Regions from separate parts of the Gossypium hirsutum genome. Here region 2 is linked to region 1. The links are chromatin contacts, called in public Hi-C maps. All regions are on one chromosome and are shown on one strand. The core of a region is the stretch at or near the end of the contact, and the rest is flanking DNA. Distances in the headings are between cores, read along the strand shown.

Region 1 (5,188 bases), core at 535-3,034:
TGTTTCAAAAATTTTATGTGCTGTTGCACACAGGGGGAAAAATTATTTCTGAAGCAAGAAACACAGCTCCTCACTGTTTCAACATGTATTTGCTATGCACATAAGTACAATATTTCTTTCTGGACATAATGGCTAAATTCAAATTTAATGAGCTCATATTTAAACAACATTTTGTGCATAAAGGAATATAGATTGAGGGTCTAATTCTATCTGCAGGCTACAGATAGAGAAACAAATAAAATTGATGTTGGATAGACAATTAGAAAATCCAAAATGCTATTAAGGAAATTAAACTCTCTAATCCCGCTGCAGTAACTCTTAACTTCACAATAAACAAAAATTAACAAATAATTTAGTGGGTTGCTGGCATAATAAATTTTGTTTCTCCAACTTTCGTTTACAATTAACTTATATATAAAGAAACTCTAAGAATTCTCTGATTTTCTTTCCCCCTCTCTAGGTTATATAGCTGAAAACCAAGACCTCAATGTATTTGCATCAAACAAAACAAATTAACAATCATTTCGGTAATGATAACTGTACAGAACAAAAGGGAAACCAAAGTTTTTATACTAAAACATATATCAGAAACAAAATGCAAAAGTAAAAATACACTAACCACAAAACCCCACTCCTTTTATTTTGAACTAAAACAAAGTTAATACCTTCTGCTGGTACTGCCCAACCGAGTCTTCCACCTGAACAGGCACGGAAGTGGGCACAGCGTGCACCGGAACCTGGAAAGAAGTATAAGTCCCAGCAGCAGCAGCAGCCGCCACTTCAGCAGGATCCTTTATCTCCGGCGTGGTTGTAAAATAATCCAAAGCCATAATCTTGTTAAGCCTCTCTCTCAACCCAGCATCTGCAGCAAAGAACTCTCAAATCAGAAAAGCTAGAAATTGAACAATAAGTACATAATTATAATAGCTACGAAAATGATTAGAGCGGATGAATACATGAAACGTCGGCATTGGGGTCAACAGGCTGGTCAGAGTTAGAAAGCCAAAGCATAGCATGCTGGATACAACGGTGCAAAGCGTTCTTATGAGACAAACTGGAATCAGCCGGCCGCGAAGTCAATAGTCCACTCAGCGTCGAAATCAAATCCAAATCTTTCTCGTTAAGCAGATCGGTAGCGTCGTCGGTAACGTAATCGTAAGTCAAGCAGCAGCCTCTCTCGTGGGTCCTCGTCAACATGGTGGAGGTAAAATCACTCTGAGACTTGACATCGAACAACGACCCGAAATAGAGAAGATTGAGGAGATCCTCAATGGCATGATCGGGGACATTGGGCAGTTGTTCTTGGGGTTCAGTCTTGTCAGGTTGGGCTTGAGAGGTTGTTTCTGATGATGAAACGGTTTGACGCTGTAAGGCGAGTGAGATTTCTTCGGAGACAGCGGAAGAAAGAGGCTGGAGAAGCTTCTCGAGTTCATCAATAAGGGCAGATACGGTGGGTTTGGAACGGAGGACATCTTCTTGTTCTTTGTTCAAAGTTTTGCCTTGGGAGACCGATTCTTCCATTTGGAGAATGCGGTTGTATTTCTTGCGTAGGGCACGGAGGCGTTTGTTGATGAAGCTAAGGACGGGGCCGTCCGAAACTGTGGCTAGAGAGTCGGAGGAAATAGTTGCTGCTGCGGCGGCCGCCATTGCAGGGTTGGTGTTGTTAGCGGTGGGGGATAAGAGTTCAGAGAGAGCACCACAGGGGAGGGGAGGTAGTGACGGGGGTGGAGCGGCAGGATGGGGCACTTTTGGAAAGGAAGCAAGTTAAACGGACCTTTTTATTTGAATATATATCTTTTAAGCTTAACTATGCTCCATTTTCCATTATGATATATTAAATTTATGTATATAAAAATTAAATGATTTTTACTAAATATTTCAATTATTAAAATATATTATCTTAAATTGTTAAAATTTATATAAATTTTCTAAACTTTTATAAATAATATTGTTAAAAATATAAATTTTTAATTTTTATAAAGATAATTCAAATTCAAATTAATATAAATTAAGATAAAAAGAAAGTAATATTTAAAATAAACTTGAATGATTTGATAATAATTTTAGGGTTACCCATAAAAAAAAGATAGAATATAAATTAAAGATTAAAAAGAGAAAAAATATATTTATATATTTTTTCATAACCTATGATTAGAATCAATTATAGTGGAGATTATTGATATTAGAGGTGTGCATGGCCGGGGTACGAAGGCCCGCCCGAAATGTGGGAGGGTTTGGGAAAAAATATTGGCCCAAAAAATGGGCTTGGGCAAAAAAATAAGGCCCGTTTAAAAAAAAGGGCCTGGCGTCGGGTAAGGCATTTTTGCCCTGCCCGGCTGGCCCGAATTCACTAAATGAAAAAAAAATTAATATTATTTTCTCCCTATTTGCTACTATTTTACTATTATATTGCTATTATTTTGTTGTTATTGTTTGGATATTATATAAAACTTATTTTATTGTTAATTTTTTTATTATTTTAAAGACATTTGCTAATTTTGTTATTATTTTAGAGGCATTTGCTTGTTAAATTGTATCTATTTTAGTGTTATTTAAGTATACATATTTTTTAAAATTTATTTTCAATTTGTTGAAAAATATTTATTTTGATGTTTTTAGTATTTTTGATGGTTTATATATATATTAAAATTATATAAAAATAATATAAAAATTAATATGGGCGGGTCGGGTCAGGTCGGGCTCGGGTTTTAACATTTTTATTAGGGCCGAACTTGGGTAAAATTTTACGCCTATTTTTCGGGTTGGGCCAGGCCTGGGCCTAGCAAACGGGCCTAAATTTTTAGTTGGGCCTGACCCGACCCGACCCATGCACACCTCTAATTGACATGTATGTTCTTTATTATATTAATGGGTATTTAATGTTGATATATTTTTATAAGGAGATTAGATTGAAATAATATTTATTTTAAACTTTAGTCAATAAAGTCACCTGACAAATGACTTGCGTGCCAAATGACCTTTTCTTGGCCGTGCCACATTGGAACGCTTTCTTTAATTGTAACTTTAAATTGCTATAGTATATATATATTAGACATGTTCATAGGTCGAGTTCAAAAAGTGGGAGGGTTTGGGCAAAAATATAGGCCCGAAAAATAGGCTTGGACAAATATAAGGCTCGTTTTAAAAATGGGTCAGGCCTCAGGTAAGACATTTTTGGCCCGAGCCTAGCTTGAATTTACTAAATGCCAAAAAAAAATCTGTGTAACACCCCTAACCCGTATCCGCTGCCAGAATAGGGTTTCGGAGCATTACTACCATTTGCAGATCACTTAAAAAAATTAAAATACTTACCGATCCAATGCATCATATAAAATAAATATATTACCATTCAATCAACAATTTGGCACTTGTATAAGCATCAAACAACAACATTGTTAGTATACTTGCACATATCTCATATAAATTCAACATTGATATATCTATTTTCTCGACATGTCACACTTGAGTTTAATAATAGTCTCAATTACATAATTTCCTTGTATCAACATATCAAAGATAATCATATATGTACATGTCATGAAACATATCATGCTCTTACCGTTTCTTCACAAGCATATATCATTCATTTCATTATATCAATATTTTATGCTTCATCATTTCCATATATTTTATGTATATTTATTCTGGTAATAGCTTATATCAAACTTAACATAAATTATATTCCATGTACTTATACTTATTTCGTTTATCCATTTTCATAATTATTTCATACAACGCTTTTGTACATATATTTCTATATGACCAGTTCTTATAAACATTTCACACAACCATTTCATATAACCATTCGTCATCTGATACATTTTACCTAAATATCAATTGTTCAACAGATGTTATAGCGTCTCCCATCCACGGTCTTATTTATCTTTGACGTGATGCCATAGTGTCTTTCAACTATGGTCTTACTCATTTTCTGTCATGTTGCCATAGTATCTTTCAACCATGGTCTTATTCTTTTCATGTCACGTTGCCATGGTATCTTTCAACCAATGTCTTACACATCTCATATCAGGTTGCCATGGTATCTTTCAACCATAGTCTTACACATTTCATATCAGGTTGCCATGGTATCTTTCAACCATAGTTTTACACACAGGTTGCCATGGTATCTTTCAACCATGGTCTTACACATTTCATATTAGGTTGCCATGGAATCTTTCAACCATGGTCTTACACACAGTGTAATACCCCTACCCGTATTCATTGCCGGAATAGGGTACGAGGCATTACCGGAGTTTACGAATTAATTTTTTTTTTCAATTCAACATATTTTCATGATAGATTCATGCATTTATATAAGATAATGTCATCACATATCTATAACCAGGTTTGTTAACCATACTAATGGCTAACTTTACATTCATTTCACGTTAACATTTACTTTGTTAGCTTATACATGCCATTGATTTCCAAAATAAAGTTTCTTTATATACCGAAATCCTGAGGTTGATAGTGTGATGTGTCTTCGACCAAATCCGACCTCCGAGCTCTTAACACTACAAAACAGGGAAAAAGGAAATGGGGTAAGCACTTTGTGCTTAGTAAGCTCATGTAACAAGAATTATACTTACCTAATATTTTCAATACAATATAATAAACATTCATATATCCATTCAATGCATTATTACCCTAACATGCACAAACTCAACATTCAAGTTAGTACAATAATTTCCATGTATCAATAATATATATATACCATGATTGATGTACTCATCAATACCATGATTTTCATTCCCTTATTATTTTCATATTTATCCCGTTGAATTTATCGGAATTTCGATGGATTTTCAGAGGTACACTTTTAGTGTACAATTCCGGGTCCGTCAATTCATATTCATGTGCGCACATTTCCATTTCAGAGAGCACACTCCCGCGAACCTCAACCTTGCAGCGGGATTACCAGTCCAGGCTAAATCCCCTGCAATATAAACTCATAGAGTATTGTCGGAATTACCAGTCCAGGCTAAATCCCCTGCAACGACAATTACTCTAATGAGCTTGGATCTGAATTACCAGTCCAGGCTAAATTCAGACCCTAATTCGGATTACCCGTCCGGGCTAAATCCATTTTACACATATTCTTTGGAGGGCTATATCAAGATAGGATCACCCGTCCGGGCTAGATCCTTTTTACCGTCGATTCCTTTTCAGAGATCCATCGAATTTTCCT
Region 2 (4,505 bases), core at 221-2,720, 180 kb after region 1:
TGGCTTGTCCAGCTCTCACTCTTAATAACGCTTGACCTAACTTGCGTCATACTGTAATCTCCTTTTGGGATTATTCTTTTCTAAATAAATTAAGCACAAATATAGTAAAAAAAAATATAAAATCTTTGAAAAGAGAAAATGGCGATTACACCCTTGACGATTGTCACTTTGGTGAAACCGTGATGAAGTGCTTCCGTCCGTTTCAGACACTAGGTGGATGCTTACGTGGAGGTTGTGATAAGCCAGACTCTGTCCTTAAAACGCTCTCACGTGCTTTTCACACTTGTCAAACAATTGCCTTAGCCATCCTTTTCGACGAGAAGATTTGCCGAGTGCCGTCCTTTCGTTTATTCACTCACAAATTCCATCGTGTAATAATAACACAAATGCCATTATATCATATAAAATAAATGCTATTAGTTTTTAAGAAATTTATTTATTTTTCTTATACTATACTATGATAGGAAAGGTTTTATGGATTTATTTTATCCTAATAATAATATTTAGCTTTTTTATATTTTAATTTATGGAAATTGGTATCTAATAATGACAAAAAAAGGAGAATATAATAGTACTTGTTGTACTAAAATTTAATTTATTTAAGTAGCAGGATTTTTTTTATCTAAATAAATTAGGAACTCAGAATATTTTAGTATTTGTATTTGGAATTATTTTTATCCCACGCCTGCCATCATGCATCTATTCTCTAATTATCAACCTATTTTAATATCTAATACATTCTAATTTTATGTGCTAATTACACATCATTAGAATAGAATTTTAAAATCACTAATAATGCATTAAATATTACTTTTATGACTAAAAAAATGCCATATTAGTTAATTATTTTGCTAATATAAAATTTCTACATTATTCACTATTGTAGTAATATTTAGAAACAAATACTATGGTAGTTTTTTCTTTTTCATTAGGTTTCCACTAAATTTGAAATTGAAGTGAGTTTCACTCACAATACTTTCTTAAACTATTTTTCATTCCAACTCGAGATCTTACTTAAAAACTATCTAATTTTTTATCTCTTGATAAAAAGTTTTAATATTTTAATATTTTTATTTTGAAAGTAAAAAATGGTTAAAATATACCTTAAATCTCTTAATTATTCCTAAATTTAAAATCTAATCACTACTTTTCGATTTTAAAAATTCCCATCAAATTATTAATATTATTGTATTACATTCACTGATCTAATATTTTAAAATAAATCTTGTCAAGAGTAGTAATTAAAACTTTTGTTAAAAACTCATTTGATACGGATTCAAATAATGTTATTATCGTCTCTTACTCTAATATTGTATAAAAAATATTTTATATAAAAATATTTAATACCTTAGAATAAAAAATAATATTATAATAAACCCGAATTTATAATAAAACAAGAAATTACCTTTTTAGAATGGAAACTAAAATTTGAGAAAATAAAATTCAAAATCCAGTCACCTATTTTAAGGGTAGAAAAATTCTCTTCTTCATCTACCGCATTGATTAAAACACATTCTTCTGGCTAACAAAGAGGGAGAAAGAGAAGGAAAAATAAAGGGGCAAAATTACAAAAATATATATAAAAGAAGAAAGTTTCACATTCTTCTTTACTCCCCACAAACACAAAACATTAAAGCAAAGGAAGAAAAAAAAGAAAAAAGAAAAAGAAAGAAAAGGCTATGAAATGAAATCTCCAAATTGTATGAACAGGCAAAAGATCTAGTAGAGCTTTTGGAAATCTGAATCGGAAACCACGTCGAAGTTCTCTTTAATGGCGACCCCATTCTCGAGCTTAGAACCCGGAGGAGGAGGAGGAGGAGGTATAGCAATAATGGCAGGTCCTCTGAATCCAATCGATCCATCCACTCCTTCCAAATCTTGCTTGAAAAACTCCGCCTCTAAATCTCCCATTCTTATCTTCCAATTTTTTCACAAGGCCATCAAGGCTGAGCTCGACGCCCTCCACCGAGCTGCCATGGCTTTTGCCACCAACCACCACGACTCTGATCTTACTTCTTTGTTGGAGAGATGCCATTTCCTTCGTACTATATATAAGCACCATTGCCACGCCGAAGATGAGGTTCATGCGTTGTCGTTTTCCTTCTTGTTCTCCTTTATCTCTTTTTTTTCTTCCTTGTTTTTTAAACATTAGTTTTGGCTTTATTTTGCCCCTTCCTTTGAATCCCTTTACTTTTTTTAGAAAATTCTAAATCCCATACTCAGAATTAGCTTTCCCGAATTGTTAGTAAATTCATAAATTTGTGATGCTTTTGTCATGTTTTAAGGGTTATTGTTTGAGGAAGGATAGAACTTGATTGAATTTGATTCTAGAAACTTGAATTTATCACTATATTTAGATATGGGGTAATCTCTGTAAAACTCGCTGTCGTAGCCTTATACTTAGATGGCTCAAAAGACTTGTGAAAACCCCTGTGAAAGAGATTGCCTTGTTGTAACTTAAAAGTAATATTGTAATTAAAATAAACATAGTCTCTCCAAGGGTTTTTTTTAATCCTTCCTTTTTCCTATGAGATTCTTGTTGGCTGCATCATCACCTTAGATTTGTCTGATATTTGTGACTGATTACTGAATTCAAAACTACCTTATGTGTAGGTTATCTTTCCGGCTCTTGATATACGCGTGAAGAATGTGGCTCCAACATACTCACTTGAACATGAAGGTGAAAGTGTCCTTTTTGATCAGTTGTTTGCATTGCTGACTTCAGATATGCAGAATGAAGAAAGCTATAGGAGAGAATTAGCCTCTTGCACTGGGGCCCTTCAGACATCAATTACTCAGCATATGTCCAAGGAAGAGGAACAGGTTGGTTAGATATTTGAGGCAAATGCTGCAAATCAAAAATTAAACCAGAAGCCAGATGAAAAATTTATTTTCTAAAATATTGGTTGTTTCGTTCTTGATGTGTTATAGCAATTCTCCTACCTTATTTTGGAGGTGGATGAGGTTGTTGATATACATTGCTGAGATGTTTACTTGATTGATCACTTGTCATGATGCATTCCATTTCAAATTTAGAATAAGGAGTTAAATCTTCTAACTTAAAGTTATCTTTTAGTTTCACATGCTTGCTTTGGAATTGACAGGTGTTTCCCTTGCTTATTGAGAAGTTTACATTTGAAGAGCAGGCGTCATTGGTATGGCAATTTCTTTGCAGCATACCTGTTAATATGATGGCGGAGTTTCTTCCATGGCTTTCCTCCTCTATATCACCTGATGAACATCGAGACATGCGCAAGTGCTTGAGCAAGATAATTCCAAGAGAGAAACTTCTTCATCAGGTGACAGGGCTTCTAGGTTATATAGGATATTGTTATTAGTTATCCAAAACTCACAAGTTCCTTCTAGAATCAAATCTCACATTTTTAGTTCTGTTGTGAAGGTTATTTTCACCTGGATGGAAGGTGTCAAGACAGCTGAGAAATGTAAAAATTGCAAAGGCGAGGCTCGATGTGAAGCTTTTGGAGCTAGTGTCTTACCAAGTCAAACTGAAAGTGGTTACTGTGCATGTGAATCTTCGAAAAGTTGTAAAAGGAAATATATGGAGCTAAGTTCTAGACCTAAGGATTCTACTCTGTCCAGTCCTATAGATGAAATTATGCTTTGGCATAATGCTATCAAACGAGAATTGAGTGATATAGCCAAGGCTGCTAAGAAAATACAAATTTCTGGTGATTTTTCTGATTTATCTGGCTTCAATGAGAGGCTGCAGTTCATAGCTGAAGTATGCATCTTTCACAGGTGTGGATTTTCTCTGTGTTTTCCCTTTTAATAGTAATCTTTGTTGATTAGGGTTGTTTTTACTTCATAGTTAACAAACACTTCCTATCTTTCATGTTATATTGAAGCTAGAGTTTATTGTATGCAGCAAAAGACTTCAATTTTATGATCTGGTGTGATACAGAAAAAAATAAAATTGATGCATGAAATGTATTAGGACAACTTATGATCTACCTTTATGACTGGTTACATACCTGTTATGAAATTAACTTTTCTTCTCTCTTGCTGCAGTATTGCTGAGGATAGAGTTATATTCCCTGCTGTAGATGCAGAACTATCTTTTACTCAGGAGCATGCGGAAGAAGAAATTCAATTTAACAAGCTTCGGCGCCTTATCGAAAATATTCAAAGTGCGGGAGCTGACTCAACTTCTGCTGAATTCTATGCAAATTTGTGCTCACAGGCTGATCAAATAATGGATAGTATACAGAAGCATTTCCATAGTGAAGAAGCACAGGCAAGTATTTTATTGCTTTAATTGATGAGTGTCTGTCTGCTTTTTATAATTACATTACATGTTTCTGTATTTCTTGACATTTGTATAACGTTTGTACCAAATTATCAAGTTTACCGGAATGTATCACTTGAAACCATGTTTCTCATCTCTTTTTGCCCCTAGTGCTCTCCTTATGGTATGCTGGACTGCTTTTGTAGGTACTTCCACTTGCTCGGAAGCACTTTAGCCCCCAAAGACAGAGAGAACTTCT

What was found. A called contact is a pair of places that touch in the nucleus more often than the background predicts.
Region 2: a Hi-C map of leaf shows a contact between it and region 1, with 2.5 times the contacts expected there. The contact joins the promoter of LOC107943845 here to the promoter of LOC107948066 in region 1. A contact is called at or near these places in 7 of 34 Hi-C or Micro-C datasets (leaf and seedling).

Annotation. Positions count from the first base shown.
Region 1 is chrA04:79,167,235-79,172,422 of Gossypium_hirsutum_v2.1, forward strand. LOC107948066 reads right to left here and starts at 1,785. Exons shown (of 7, transcript XR_005925714.1): 1 at 957-1,785; 2 at 666-862.
Region 2 is chrA04:79,350,738-79,355,242 of Gossypium_hirsutum_v2.1, forward strand. It overlaps LOC107943845 (zinc finger protein BRUTUS), which reads left to right and starts at 1,471. Exons shown (of 14, transcript XM_041111442.1): 1 at 1,471-2,080; 2 at 2,614-2,823; 3 at 3,105-3,299; 4 at 3,401-3,759; 5 at 4,030-4,255; 6 at 4,453-4,505. The coding sequence starts at 1,772.